Linked DNA regions of Mus musculus: region 1 is linked to region 2. The links are chromatin contacts, called in public HiChIP or PLAC-seq maps. All regions are on one chromosome and are shown on one strand. Each heading gives the region's core, a stretch centred on a gene start, on an enhancer-like site or on the middle of the called end of the contact. The rest is flanking DNA. Distances are from core to core; before and after follow the strand shown.

What was found. HiChIP or PLAC-seq counts read pairs in DNA pulled down with a chosen protein or histone mark.
Region 1: an H3K27ac HiChIP or PLAC-seq map of trophoblast stem cells shows a contact between it and region 2, with 4 times the contacts expected there. The contact joins two enhancer-like sites. A contact is called at or near these places in 1 of 39 promoter capture datasets (the HPC-7 cell line), 4 of 115 datasets of contacts at active chromatin or transcription factors (astrocytes, extraembryonic endoderm stem cells, pancreatic cancer cells and 1 more) and 1 of 9 other capture datasets (adipose tissue).

Annotation. Positions count from the first base shown.
Region 1 is chr13:6,532,102-6,536,441 of GRCm38.p6, forward strand. No RefSeq gene overlaps it. Among named protein-coding and RNA genes, the nearest start is that of Pitrm1, 14 kb to the right of the region's middle. Within about 2 kb of position 1,995, at least 23 of the 459 cell types and tissues checked have an H3K27ac peak or open chromatin away from gene starts, as enhancers often do. A contact at or near this core is called in trophoblast stem cells, where this site is marked.
Region 2 is chr13:5,823,492-5,827,734 of GRCm38.p6, forward strand. No RefSeq gene overlaps it. Among named protein-coding and RNA genes, the nearest start is that of Gm35464, 4.5 kb to the right of the region's middle. Within about 2 kb of position 2,835, at least 81 of the 459 cell types and tissues checked have an H3K27ac peak or open chromatin away from gene starts, as enhancers often do. A contact at or near this core is called in trophoblast stem cells, where this site is marked.

The DNA.
Region 1 (4,340 bases), core at 745-3,244, 710 kb after region 2:
GAAGTCACGTTGACCTACAGCTTCAGAGGTATAAGAGTCTGCCACAGTGGGGAGGCATGGCAGCAAACTACAAGAGAAGGAAGCTGAGAGATCACATCTTCAACAGCACACAAGAAGCAGAAAGAAGTGGAGTGATGCTCTGTGCTCTCAAATCCCACTCACAGTGTTGTGCTTTCTCCAACAAAGCTACACCATATCCCACCGCCCAACAGCGCCACCAACTGAGGATCATGTATTCCAAAAATGAGGCCTATGGGAAACATTTCTCATTCTAACCACCATAGGTAGTCTTGTCCAAAGAAGATTGATTTTTTTACATTTATAAATAAAGAAATACAGTTAGGTAAAACTGAGACAATAGTAATAATAGAATGATAAAATTCAAATAAGTTGTTAAAGATTCCACTTTCCATTTTAGTAGGGATAAAAATTAAGAAATAAAAATTACCAAACTTCTTTCACTAGTAGGGACACTTTAAGCACCAAAATGTTAACCCCAATCAAACTAACTGTGTAATACCCAATTTTTATCTTAATCTTTATTGAAGTAATTCATTGTTACTGATTGATCAAAATTTTCCAATTCTGATTTTGTTGGAGAGTTCACAACTCTCCCAAATACCCAACATAACATTAAACTCATCCAGTTACATGTTTGAGCTGGATTACCAAGGACAAATGGGACAACCACCAGAAGGAATGTTGCCTTCCTGCCTCACCTACCTGAAGCTCAGCCTATTAAATTATTGGCATGGCCTGCTGGGTATCTTCAGCCTCCTGCAGTGAGCAGAGTAGCCAGCAGATGGAGGTATGCATACCTTGTCTGCCTTCAGTGCACTTGTTAATCAAAAAAGCTTAAACTGTATGAGCTGCCCAGTTAGAATATCTTCTCCCAAAGCAAACGGCAACTTGAAATATTTCTTCCTAAAAGATAATGATTAGAAAAGATAAAGTTAAGAAATTACAAGATTTGGAATTAGATTTATTAGAAAAATTAGAGCAATTTTGAATATCAAAGTTAACATTGAGAATCTCTGGATGCAGTATTCTAAGAGCGCAGTTACTAGAAGGAATTATGATTTCGTCATAAACTTTGGTAGGACAGAAGTGAAACCAGGATGATAAGGGAATAAATGCAAATGTTTATAAGTGAATTGAGTGTCCAACCCTCAACAAGACGTGTACACTAGCCCCTCTAAAGCATGGAGAGATAAAGGAATAAGGAGGGTGGGAAGAATGTAAGGACTGGAGGACAGGGAGAGGGCTTTGAAGTGCCATCTTCTAGGCGTGGCGTGGCCATTTCAGACATGATCTCACAGCAGTTGTGCTTGACTATGCTGGGTCTGTGTAAGAACAGACCCATCAACAGTCAGTCACCAATGGAGGCCTGCCCTAGGGGCTGGTTCCCCTCCATGCTGAACTATTGGTTAATGATAGATTCTGGAAAGAGAGAAGTTGATGAGGATGGAAGGAGAGAAGAGAGGGTACCAAGTCCAGCTTGTGAGAAACAGAATGACATGGTTTCCACCCTGGACCAGAGTCAGCAGGGCATGGACCTCCATGAGTGTTGATGGTTGCTGTGGGCATAAGATTTGCTTGTATAATAATGTACATATTTTTATGACCTTCCTTCGAGGAATGTCCTCTCTGCTAGTATCAATGACAATCAGAAACAGCATCCAGGAGGCAAGTGTGTGTCTAATGTCTCAGCCAAATGTTAGAGGTCTGTGACCTTCAGGACAGCCCTTAAAACTGTGTGAGAGAATGATGAAAACATGAGTCCAAAATATATAATTTCTCAACTATACAAAACATAAGGGTGCAATATGAGTTATATGAGGAGCTTCACAGACCTAAAAGAGCAGAGGCAGCTGCACTATGAGCTAGCTTGCCAGAAAGATACAAAGGAAAGAGATAAAAAGACTTAGGGAGTGGTGATCCCATGGCAAGATTCCACCCAGCTAAGTTTTTTTGTTTATGCTTACAAAGGCAGGCAGATTCCTGAGTTCTAAGGTCAGCTTGGGACAGAGGAAGTTTAGGTCCAGGCCCAGGCATTGAAGGAATAGTAATTCCAGGGCAGGGTCTCACCCGCCTATCTTATTGTTTGTGCTTGTACATGCTAACTCTTCTTAAGAATCTGGGGGCTGGGATAATGGGCTGTTGATTCATAGGATGATCTAAAGGGAACCTAGAGTAATTACTGATCTGATATGTAAGTAAAAGACTGTTTTTTTTTATCTGCAAAAGATGAGCTATCCAGAAGATTTTTAGAATTCAAAAAAAGCTGTCTTGAGCAGAAAGATGTCTAGAGATCTCCAGAGAAAGCTGACAAAAGAGAGAGATGAAAGGGGGGAGAGCAAGAAGGAGAGGGAGAAGGAATCTAGAAAGCTATCTCCAGCAGAACATAGGCCATCAGCTCTTAGCCCATGATTTGATTTTGAGTTGTTTGTTTCAAAGCTCCTTCTCTCATGAATCCCTCTCCAAGATGAGGCTGGTCCTTGGCAAGAGGGTCAAAGCTGGAGTAACAGAATCCATTATACATAAAGCCTAAGAACAAATTTAATATTCAAAGAACACATACGTATGTTTGGGCTAGAGCTGTAGCTCAGCTGGTAGAGTACCTACCTAACATGCAAGAATACCTGGGTTCAATCCCCAGTAATATTCAAGCTAGTGTGCTTCTTACCTATCATCCACGATCTGAGGAAGTAAAGGCAGGAGAATCATGAGGTCAAGGTCATATAGGCTACATAGGGAGTTTGAGGCCCACCAGGGGTACATGAACCCCTGTCTCCCAATAAAACAAAAATAAGTATGTTGAAGACGTTTAAAATAGAAATGCTAACAGAAGTATAATGTGAAGAAAATACATATTTGATCAAAATGTTGTTTTGACATATCTTTATACACATTTATACAGAATAATGTGGAAAGGGGCCACCCTGATGGCTCTGCAGGTCAAAGCCCTCGCCTCCAAGTCTGATAGCCTGAGTTTTAAAGCCTAGAATGTGGAATGCATATGACCCTGCAAACTATCCTGTGACCTCCTCATGCATGTGCTATAAAAAGTAAATGGAATATTGAAAAACATAAAGAAAAATGTGGAAGTATCAACATATTGGCCAGTGATTGTCTCTGGATCCTCACCAAAAACATTCTGGAAATAGGTCTCTACTGGTGTGGCCTGAAAGATTTGTTGGTTTACTTAACTAACGATTGTAACTAAGGGAATAACATGCAGCCCTGGATAAATGACAAGACTAGATAGAGAGTGTGGAGGGAGAGGGAAAAAAAACCGAGATGGTACAGAGTGAACAGTGAGGGGCCCTAATGAATGTCACCAGGCAAAGCTGAGCCATGTCCACTCCAGACTTCTCATCCAGGGCTTTCCTGCCAGAAACTTGAGCACTGTGCATTTATTTACATAATGCACAAGACCAAGTAGTGCCACACGGCAGAAGCTCATTGTTTAAAAACTCCCTTTCACTCTCCACTTATTTACAGTGACATTTGCTTTGCTTCGCTTATGGCTCTTAAAATGCCAACCCAGCTGTATGAAGTGGTTGTAAGTTTGAATCCCTGTCATGAAAGCAATTTTAGTAAAAATAAATAAGCCTTGTAAAGGATGTATTTACTCAAAAGCAGAATCTTTGCCAAGGAAACCGTGAGAAGGAAAGGATGGCCATCTAGTGGCTACAGTGTTTCCTATCAATGTGAAAACTTGAAGGATTTGGAAACAGATTGACTTAAGGGAGATTATTCTATCAGCAAGAAGAAATAAAGTGATTTAAAATTAAGCTTGGCGTGATAGCCATGTCTGGAATCCCAGCAGTCAGGAGGATTGAGTCAAGGGGATGAGTTGTGGTTATCTATGGCTACATCTTGAATTTGCTGCTAGCTTAGACTGCATGAAACTGTGTCTCCCTACCTGCTCCCCTCCTAAAAATATATGTTGATGTTGTTGTTGTTGTTTTTAAAATAAAAATCATAAAAGATGAATCTGGAAAATCCATCAAGGAAATGATTATATAAAAATCTCCTCTCACCCCCGTCATTAATGTGTTACATTAAACCTGGCTCCTGTCTGGGCTTCGTGAGAGTTTTTTTTTTTTCCCTGTGGGGGGTGTTAGTCAAATTTCTGTTGCTGTCTTTCACAAATTGAAAAAATACAAGTATTTAATTCACACTGATATAACTATTAAGTTTAATATCCAGCCATGTGACCATAGCTTAGCTATGTAATATTAATTGGAGAAGCAGAGTACCCAAAGGTCTTAATTACAGTTTCATTCCTGTGAAGAGACACTATGACCAAGGCAACTTTTATAAAGGATAACATT
Region 2 (4,243 bases), core at 1,585-4,084:
AGCAGAATCATCCCAAGCTAGGAAGACAGAATGTCAACAGAAAAACTCTACATGTCCCTCCCTGAGTTCCCAAGTCCAGCTTTCTATTTCTCCCTTCTCGATCCCATGCATGCCCACAGGAAGAGCAAATGTGCACTTAATTACGTACATATTCACTAGCACACGCATGGGCAAGGATACTTGTATATCTGTCCACATGCATACAGTCATACACTAATACACTAGATACACATACACTTATAATCTCATAGAACTAAATACATACACAGATTGACTTCCCTGTATTTAGTTGACACAGGCATGTGGACACATATATGCACATATATGTAATTACAATCTTATTCGTACACATAGACAAAAATATATGCACCCAATACATACATATTAACACACATAGGTACCCATTCATACATTTGTAACATAAAAATAGGCATGCGTGAAGAAACACAAACACATAAATATAGACTCTAGTTCCCACAAAGATATATACTCAGTTATGTATGCATATACACTATCACACACACACACACACACACACACACACACACACACATCTATTTATATGTCTATTTTCAATACACATAAAGATGGGTGCACATACATGCTACATGTGATCATATGCACATAGTCATAACCAAAAAGGCACTCGTAAAATACATATATGTACTTTCAAAGAGAGTTACATGTACCTATATTCACATACAGACACTCCAGGGTTACCCGTAGACATGTGCACAAGCACAAATTCAGAGGCACACAGATACATACAGGGACAGAGGTAAATACATATGCACACATGTAAACATAGGCATGTATCCATGACTTTTCTTTTTATTTCTTGAGAGCCATGCTTAGCGTCTTTCACTTCCTGATAATCCAGCTGACGCTTCTTGATGTCTTTTCTCAGTGGAGATCCATGCCAGATGCAGGCTCTGGTTCCACAACAAGGTCGCTGTGGCTATAGTTTTGCAACTGAAGGAACAGACTTAAGATAAGCCTGCTCAGGAATGATGAGCAGGGGGTCTGGAAAGAGATAAAGGAAGCAGCTGACCCACCCAACCTCTGACCTCCCCTATCCCTCAGATTCACCACCTCTGACGCACAGAGACTTGCCTCAGGGGTTTTGGGCAGCTGTGTTGTAAGTAAATAGGAGGCAAGGTGTGCTAGGAGAGCAATCCTGTGACCTGAGACCCTGAAGCGTGACTCCAGCACAGTCTCTGAGAATGAGGCTGGAATTTTCCATCCTGCGGTGCTCACCAAATGTCTCTAACCCTCTCTGAGCTGATTTTGTTTCCTTGTCCACCGTTCAAGCTCTTGGACCCTCTTCTCCTTTACTCCACAATTGTGTTTCCAAAGCTTGCTCCTGACTGCTGGTGCTGCTGGTCGACTCCTCGGCTACCTTTCAGCTCTTGTCTCTGTTTTTCTCATTTTTACGGAAGCTTCACCCACAGAGAATATAGGTTGAATTTAGAGAGGGGTGTGTGTGTGTGTCTGTCTGTCTGTCTGTCTGTCTGTGAGTACCTATGTGGGGTGGTATGTTAGAAGAAAGGTTGCTTGATACATAACAACAGCAGACATGCTGTTTTCTTTAAAAAAAAAAGAATTCTTTAAAGAAAGTCGAAGTAATGTTCTCTAATAGTCAGCTAAAGCCAAGGTTACCTTTAAAATGTTTGTTTTGTTTTGTTTTGTTTTGTTTTCTTAATCTCCTCTTACTACACAGTAGAACAGCAGTGGCCAGTTAAAAAGCATCCTGAAATTTATATTTTCAGGGTCCTGGTGGGCAGAAGGTGTTGGCATGGAGCCTAGGGCTTTACTCTGATTTTAACAGGTTTCGAGACACCAGAGCCTCCAGAGAAGTACTTTGTGGAGGCAAAGCAGGCCAGGTCCACAGCTAATCAACCTTGGATTCTGCCCTTTGAAAAACTTTGAAAGTGAATCTATTATACATGGCTAGGACTCCCTAGCAGAGATTAGTTGGACTGTGAAATATAAATATTTCATTGGTACTCTTTTGGAACTGTGCTAATGTAGTAGAGAAATTGCCAATTCTTAAACAAATCTTCCAAAACTATAGATATGGAAATAGTCACTTCATTCCACCAGACAGATAGAATTCCAACCTAATCTTCCATGTTTTCCTCATCCACTATAAGACTAAGGAGGGACCTACAGGGGGAACGTCCTAGAGATGTAGTTCACCATCAATTTACTTATGACTTGAACCAAAGCCACTGTGCTCAGCACTGCCTGTGGGCATCAAATTATTCAAGTAATGGGAGCAGCTAAGCCCACAAAGATACCTTAGTCCTGTGCCTGTTACAGCTTCCTGTGGGTATTTCCAGCTTTGGCTAAGTCACTTAAAGTGTTCACTGTATGAATAATATATTTTTGATTTGTCCTGCTGCCAAAAATATAGATATCCATGTTAAGGTAACTTTCTACATGACATACATAATCATAACCAATCATAACCAACACCAGGCTAACATTAAGCATCCTTGAACTCCTTAATAATAGGCAAGGCTCTGGGTAAATGTGCATAGTTTGGGTATCATTGGTGTGCCACGATTTCTCTATCATTGGATTTACCCTTCTGTTCCTCATTCCTTTCTGAATTTAAAGAGTTTCCTCATTCCATTCCAGAGGCTGTTGTCTCCTGCACTTTCCATATGACATCTACTCTGCATTTTTTAACGCTTGTTTGGGGTAAATTGAATTTTTCTAATGCAGCCTCGGGTTAAAGGTCTGCTGAAGTCATACATTTCAGTCTAAATTCCAAGGTTTTTCATAATCCTGCGCACACGTTCTGAAACTTTATCTCCCCCTTAAGCAACCCATGCCCCTCCTCCCTAAGGTTTCCTCATGATCTCATGGCCCAGGCATTTGGCTCCTGAGCTCTGGCCAGACCATTCCAGATAAAGGTGATTTGGAGAGGGGTAAGTGAAGATCTCTGCGAGGAGGGAGAGGCACTTGCACGTCAGCCCTCACTAGACTATCCAAGAGGGGTTTCGGTGTTTCCTTTCCCTTTAATTTCTTCTAGTTAGAGATCAAACAGACTCAACAGAGTGATAGAATCTAGCCACAGACACGTAAGATAAAAATAAGAGTGATACAGTGTACTTTAATTATTTTACAACTTTCCAGCATCTATAGTTCATGGTCAACTCTGCTTTAACTGACATTTCCTGTTATTGCTTTTCTGTAAGGAGTACTGTATTAGATTTCGGGTTTGAAGATAAAATATTCATCTTTTACCTAAACAAACATCATGACATAAAATTACCAGCTTGTTAGCCAAAAAGCTTTCTAAAAGATTGGATAGTATAGTGAAAATAAGCAGGATTTACAGAGGAGATAGCCGTCCAACTTGTATTTCTGTCTCTCTTTAAAAATATGTTCGCTGTAGGTGAGAACAGATGTTAACTGAACAACAAATACAAAAATCTAAATACTAAAATGTAAGTATCCACATAATAGGGTATATAAGTACACAAAACAGGTGGCCATTTTAGATATTGTTCTTATGTGGAATATTTAAATAATAGTTATTACCTGGCATCCAGAATCACCAGATACATTTATAATCATATGATCATACAATGTGAGACAGAATGAAGTGTATTTAAAGATTCTTTTCTCAGTTAACTAAAATAACCATGAAGTCTCAGATTTTTTGGGTTTTTGGTTTGTTTGGGTTTTTTTTTGGGGGGGGGCTGGTTTTGGTTTTTTGGACAGTGACCAGTAAGTAGAACAGAAACTATATGTATTATGTGACTCTTAGGAAGGAGTCAATAGCAAACAACATGTCCAGTTCTAGATTCTCACCTCACCAGTAAAGTTGCCTGAAGGAAGTCATGGAATTTTTCTTGGCCTCTGACTTTTCTGGCATCTCACAGGTACGTAGTCTGAGTCTGTGTCCATGCTGTTCTTAGGAGTGTCCATGAGATAAGAAGTCTGAGCAAATCTTGAATAGAAGACAATAATAAGGCACTCTATAGTCACTCCTCAAATCTTTGTGTCCTACTTAGAAAAATAACATCTAAATTGAAACAGTGAATCAAAACTTCCCCTCCTAGAGATATACAGGAATAGAAAGGCTTTTCTACATCTGTTATTCCTCATGGGAACAGCAAAGGATTACAGATCAATGATAGTTCTTGCCATCTATTAAGACTCTCCATTGTGACACAATCTCTATTCCCATTACAACGGAGGCTTTGTGACCAGGACACCTTTCTTTTCA